2 separate regions of the Gossypium arboreum genome follow, and region 2 is linked to region 1. The links are chromatin contacts, called in public Hi-C maps. All regions are on one chromosome and are shown on one strand. The core of a region is the stretch at or near the end of the contact, and the rest is flanking DNA. Distances in the headings are between cores, read along the strand shown.

Region 1 (3,444 bases), core at 326-2,825:
AAGTCATGCTTTTAGGAAGTCCTCATTGTTCATTGTTCCTTAATGTGCCTATTATAGAGGGCTTATTGTTTCCTTGAAGCTACCTAGATACATCACCACTTGCATTAGACTTGAGGGCTTTTAAGTCCACCATACAATTATTTTGTTATTCTTTGATATAATAATATAAAATTCTACAACAACACATTTGATATCAGTTACAAAAAATCTGGTCCCTATTAATTGCCAACTATCTCCTCCATACTTTGATTTTATTAATTGTTCAACTCAAACATCAAAATCTGTTTGTGATTCCAAATTAAATGCTCCAACATCCTTTTCTTTTTCTTTTAATTTAGATTTTCATATTTAAGATTTATATATTTTTAAAAATAAAATTTAATTAATTTTCAGAATTATACTAATCACAAATTAGTTTATAGGTGAAAAAAATTTATGATTACTAGAATCGAATCGAACTGTCCTATCAAATTGGTTGGATTAAGAACTAATTGGTATATTAATTTAAATAGAGATTTTCTTTTTGAAAGATAAATTTATTGATTCATTCAATAAATGAAACATACAATTTAGAGAAGAAAATAACGAATATTTATTGTAGATGATAAAGGACAAATTTCATTAATATAATAAAGACTTTATAATGTCAATAGAATATCATGACACATTAACATTAATTGAACCAAATTAAAAAGTTATTGAAGAATTGTTTTACTATTTTTAGTAATATTTTTAACTTTTATAATTTTTATAATTTATTTAAGTAAAATCCATCTTGTCAAATATGATATTTTAAAAACCAAAAGGAAAATGATACTGACACTACTTTTGTGTCGGGAAAGTGAAACACGCTTGTTTTAACCTGATTTAGCCTAATTTTAAGATGATATTACTAACGGTTTTTAATTAGTTAATAGATTACATAATTTTAGTAATATATTAATATGATTTTTACTCACGCTTAGTGTTTGGGTAAATTATTTATTTTAATTTTTTCTAATCTTTATATATTTAAAATTTAATATTATATTTTATTTTTAGAAATTTAATGTTTTATTTTTTAATTTAAAATTTAGGTTAATTTATTAATACTATTATAATTTTTTAAATTTTCTAGTATGACATTTTGAAATTAAAAAGATATTCAGAATTCATGTAACAAACAAAATAATATTGTAATGAACTGAAATTTAATGAAAAATTAATGATATTAATAATTCTTAAAATTTACATTAATATTTTAATCATAATAAAATGTTTAGATTAACTAATAATATTATAAAATTAAGATATTAAATTATGTCTAAATTAAAATATAGAGATTCAATTTCTAATTTGAGTGAAATATAAAAATAAAAATAAAAATTAACAATTGTTATATAATTTTAAAAAAGTGAAGGAATTGACCATAATCTGTTCATGTAAGAGCAAAGTGAGAAAAGTACAGCTAATGCCTTTCTGTAGTTATATAGAAATTGTTTAAGGTAGTAAGTTCAAAAAAAAAAAAAAACTAATCCGTAACCAACCAATTAACGTTACCGACAGAAGATATCACGCGCATAAAAATTTCATAGCAAAAGCCTCTGGTAGGTCCAAAATGGCATCGGCTCCTTTGAACGTAAAGGACTGACCACTAGTTGTAAATGCTCCTTTAATGCTTCCACTCTTCCTGATAAGATTTTTTAACTCTAATATCTCTTACCATTTCTTTTCTTTTTGCTTCCAATTTTACTTCCCACAAGAATCTTTCTCAGATTCCATTTCTGGTTTTCCTTTTGGTATTAGTTTCACTTCAACAGAAGAGAGCAAAAGCTTTTTATGCCTCTTTGAGTAAACTACTTGAGCTATCCTTGAAAAAAAAAAACCAGAAGGGAAAAATGGGTGTTTTGAGCTCTGTAATGGGTGTTTTTGGATTCGGAATTGGAACTTCGGTTGGGATCGTCATTGGGTATTACATGTTCATCTACTTCCTTCCCACTGATGTTAAGGTTTGTTTCTTTCTTGGTTGAATTTCCTTTTGCTTTTCTTAGTTTTTGTCAGAGTCCCTTTTTTTTCCTAGGTGCCTGTTCTTGTTCTTCCATAAGCGGCTTGAATTTTTGTTGTTAAAACAATGAACAAGTGCTAAAAAAATGATAACTTTATTCTAAGCTGATTGAATGTTTCTTTTTTACTCTTATAATTTAATGGTTAATTCAAGTTGTTCTTTTTGAGTTTATGAATTCTGTCTTCCTGTTTCACCGTGCAAAGATTTGTAATTTGTAATGTTCTCGCTTTGAGAGATTTATATCCATGATTTTCAGTCGAAAAGAACATGATTTTGAAATGATCAGGCATTAGCTTAGGCTTTTCTAGGGAAAATTTAAGTTTGAGGATTCACAATTTTTTCTCTGCAGGTATTAGCATTCTAAAACAAGAATAAATAAATAAACATAGAGGTATTCTTTTGTTTATTGCTTTTTTTTTCTGGGATTTTGCTTTTTGTACTTGATCACCATTGACCAACCGGTTTGGCCTGTGTCGATGTCTGTTGGTGCCACTTATAAGAAGCTGTAGTTATCATATGAAGCTATCATATAGGAAAACAACGAATAAATCAGCCTTTTGAACCATTGATAAGATGGTCACATTGTATGTTTTGGTTGTTCAGGATCCTAAAATCCGTCCTTTGGTTGAGGAAGACTCTAAAACTTTGCAGCAGTTGCTTCCAGAGATCCCTTTGTGGGTCAAAAATCCAGATTTTGACCGTGTATGTTCTCCTATCCTATGTCCTTTCATTTCTGTATTTGGGTCTTTAAGTGCTTCATATTAAGGTATGCATCAAGGTTATCACTGTCTGTTTCTCTGCAGGTTGACTGGCTTAACAAATTTATCGAGACCATGTGGCCTTATCTAGATACGGTATGTATAACTGCAATGACCTTTCACATATATGGCCTCTCTTATATTATTGAATTCCTTATCAAGTATCTGGCACTTCGTTTTTCAAGGCGATTTGCACAACTGCTAAGAATATAGCAAAGCCCATTATTGGTGAGCAAATTCCAAAATACAAAATTCAATCAGTTGAATTTGAAACACTTACTTTGGGTACCCTGCCACCAACTTTTCAAGGTTGACTACTCTTTCCCATTACATTCTACACATACATAATATCAACTTCATATGACATATAAGATGCATATGGTGGTTTTGAATATTTTAGCTTATTTACACAAATTTTTGCAGAGAAATACTCATTATTGTTCTTATTATATGCCAGGAATGAAAGTCTATGTCACTGATGAGAAGGAAATTATTATGGAACCATCACTTAAGTGGGCAGGCAATCCTAACATCATTATCGCAGTTAAAGCTTTTGGATTAAAAGCCACTGTTCAGGTATTTGCTAGTGTACTGGTGGATTAAAAGAAAGAAATATTTATGTGAAAACATGAGAGAAATTTG
Region 2 (3,444 bases), core at 639-3,138, 180 kb after region 1:
ATGGTTATCAAGCAATAATCAAAACAATGGTGGGATCCAACGGTTGCATACATTCCAAGCGACTACCCTTTATTTAATGATGGTAGAATTGCTAATTAATTACCACTGAAAGACCTATTAAGTCTAAACTAATTTTCATTTAATTCAATAAAACCTAACAATTCAACCTTCCGGATTCATACTCAACACGTAATTAACCTATTTGAATTATTTACTAACTCAACTCAATTTATTCAATCTAAAACCAAATTTTTACGACACCGTTGAAAACTGAATCGTTACACCTTGTCCTTTCCTTAATTTCAAGGAAGTTCAATAATCAAAACCCTAAATTAATCTTGACACTCATGAATATAAAGATACTACCAAAAAAATACCGTGAAAAAGAATTTTTTTTAAATACTTATTGTAGAAATTTTTTTTTCACCATATTCAAAAATTAAAAAAAAAAACATTCTCTTTTCATTATTTCTCAAATTGTGCATTTTTTAAATATTAAACGACCTCAACACTAATTGATGTTGAGGTTCATGTGGTTAATTTTACCCTAGCCTCGTATTCATATGTATTGAGGTCAGGGTTCTTTACCAAAAAATTTGAGAGAATTTGATTTCCATAATTTGGGACATGATGAGATGATGTTATATAATTTCAACAGTTACAAGTGTTGAGGTTAAGCTTTTTTTTCAAAGATATTTTTGAGAATCTTATACTTGTATCGATACAAATTTAACTTGTAGTACCTAACATTTGTTGTCAAGATTAGGGTGATTTTGATTTAGTTCAATCAGATTTTTTAAATTTTCTGAACCATCCATCATAATTCGGTTTAGTTCGATTTGGTTCTTAATTTTTTATATGAATTTATTGTTTTTATTTTTGACTTATTTTGATAAAATGAGCTTTATTTTATGACTTTTAAATATTATTTAAAAAATTAGATCTTTTTCATAAATATTTCTCAAAATAATAATTCTTTAAGAACTTTTAAATTATTAACTATTTTAAATATAAAATATTTATTTTTATATCATAAAACTAAAATTAATTATATATAAATAAAAATAAAATTTAATTCAATTTCGGTCATCGTGATTTTTTAACTTATATTCGATAAACTATCTAAATATCTCGATTTGAGTTTATTTTTATTCTTAGCCCTAGTGAGGGTTAAGCTTTCATCTTTTATTGTTTTTCCCTATGCTCCTGATATTTGGACTCTTAAAATTACAAAAAAAAAATTAATATCCATTTGACTCTTTAATCTATACCTTATCTCACAATGTAGCATATCTATATTCATGATATAGTCATGTTTACATTATCTTTTTCATGAACACTATCATATGTTATTTTATAACATAGTTTATTTTTTTCCCTTGGGAGTTTTCTAACAAGCTAATGGCCCAATCATAAATGTTGCTTAAACAAGAAGACAAATATTTGAATGAGATGATGAAGAAATTCTACTTTGGATGTCAAAGCACTTGGATGGTTAGAAGAAGCTGCAGAATACTTGGGTTGGTCCATGAACAATTGCATAAGGGATAGGGAAGGAAGCAAAAGGAGAAGTTAGTGCAGAGGCAATCAACAATGGTCCCCTATTTTGTGGACGGTCCCGATCGGAGAAAAGAACAAAAAGAGTAGACTTTTAGCTCACTGCCAAAAAGGAGTCAGAGGGAGAAAAAGGTGTTTCTTCGGGAAAGGACATTCACAGCCTTTAATCTGGGCCCAGCAATTGACCCCCAAAGCCCATCCTCTGTCTTCATCACTCCCCCAAAAGACAAAATCCACATTCATCTTTCATAATCCCAAATGCTCAAAATAATAATAAGATATATATGGTATAATATTTTTACCAAGCTCAACCTAGTGAATTTGACAGTTTTTCCGAGTGATTTTTTTCTTTCAGAAAAAGAAAAAACAACTGGCGTCTGACAGTAATGCAGTGGGCAGCTGCATTTATAATAGGGCCAATCTTTAGAACCGGCAGATCACGCCGTCAAACCAGATGAGTATGGTACCCTTAGCAATTCACAGTCTCTAAGCCCCACGTAAAATAGTAACCTTCATCAACTCCGTCCCGAGTTAACGTTTCAAACGTTCTTCCTGCTGCCATGGGGACCCTCCCTCCCTCCCTCCCTCATGTTTGACTCACAGAGCTGACAAGCTTTAAAAACTAGTAAATTCAACGTTAACCCTTTCTGTGTTCTACCATTTTCAATTCCATGTAGTGTACGATGCGAACCATGGGCCATCGTATTGCCGTGTCTTTAGCGGTTTCATGCAATCCAGACTCCGCTCCTTTCACACACTCTCTCCCTGACTTTTTCAGAGTTCAGATTTTGTATTTGTTTATTTCATATCCAACATTTGATGCTTTGGGAACTACGATCCTCTTTGCGATCCAATATACAGTACAACTCTATTTAACGTAGTGAGCTACTGATAGTAAAGCCTTCACCTCTATCTGAGCTCAGGAAAAGAGAAGAACACTGAAATGAGAAGCTTTTACAGTTATCTTCTCTGTGTTTTCTCGACTCTTCTACTACTCTTCTCGGCCATCGTCTATGGTTCCAGTGATCTTGAAGTTCTGCTGCTGCTCAAGTCTTCAATGATTGGACCCAAAGGTTTGGGACTCGAGAACTGGGAATTCTCTTCATCTCCATCAGCACATTGCCGTTTCTCTGGTGTTCAATGCGATGAGGATTTCAGTGTTGTTGCTCTGAACGTGTCGTTTGCTCCTCTCTTTGGCACCATTCCTCCTGAAATTGGGCTTCTCAACAAGCTAGTCAACCTCACTATTTCTTCCGATAGTCTTACGGGGAGGATTCCTGTGGAGATGGGTAATTTGACTTCTCTTAAGATATTCAACATCTCCAACAATGTTTTCCAAGGCAGTTTCCCTGGAGAAATCTTTGCAGGCATGATTCACCTCGAGACTCTCGATGCTTATAACAATAACTTCACGGGTGTTCTTCCCATTGAGGTCGTCAATCTTAAATATCTCAAGCATTTATCTTTCGGAGGCAACTTTTTCATGGGAGAGATACCGGAGGAGTACTCTGAAATCCAGAGCTTGGAATATTTGGGTCTTAATGGCATCGGTTTAACAGGGAAAACTCCTGCCTTTTTGGCTCGTTTAACAAACCTCAAATACTTGGTAATCGGATACTTCAACGCCTACGTTGGAGGCATTCCACCTGAGTATGGGTCATTGAGTCAACTCGAACTTCTCGACATGGCAAGCTGTAACCTAACCGGTGAGATTCCTTCGAGTTTGAGCAATTTGAAACACTTGCACTCCTTGTTCCTTCAACTCAACCGTCTCACCGGCCGTATCCCTTCTCAACTCTCTGGTTTAATCAGCTTGAAATCACTTGATCTTTCTATAAATGAACTCACAGGGGAGATACCGGACAGTTTCTCTGCTTTGAACAACAT

The links. A called contact is a pair of places that touch in the nucleus more often than the background predicts.
Region 2: a contact with region 1 is called in a Hi-C map of leaf, with 2.2 times the contacts expected there. The contact joins the promoter of LOC108467298 here to the promoter of LOC108467270 in region 1. A contact is called at or near these places in 3 of 5 Hi-C or Micro-C datasets (all in leaf).

Annotation. Positions count from the first base shown.
Region 1 is chr3:110,679,369-110,682,812 of ASM2569848v2, forward strand. LOC108467270 (synaptotagmin-2-like) reads left to right here and starts at 1,576. Exons shown (of 12, transcript XM_017767868.2): 1 at 1,576-1,988; 2 at 2,648-2,746; 3 at 2,848-2,898; 4 at 2,988-3,111; 5 at 3,260-3,378. The coding sequence starts at 1,878.
Region 2 is chr3:110,858,556-110,861,999 of ASM2569848v2, forward strand. It overlaps LOC108467298 (receptor protein kinase CLAVATA1-like), which reads left to right and starts at 1,889. Exons shown (of 2, transcript XM_017767909.2): 1 at 1,889-3,444. The coding sequence starts at 2,501.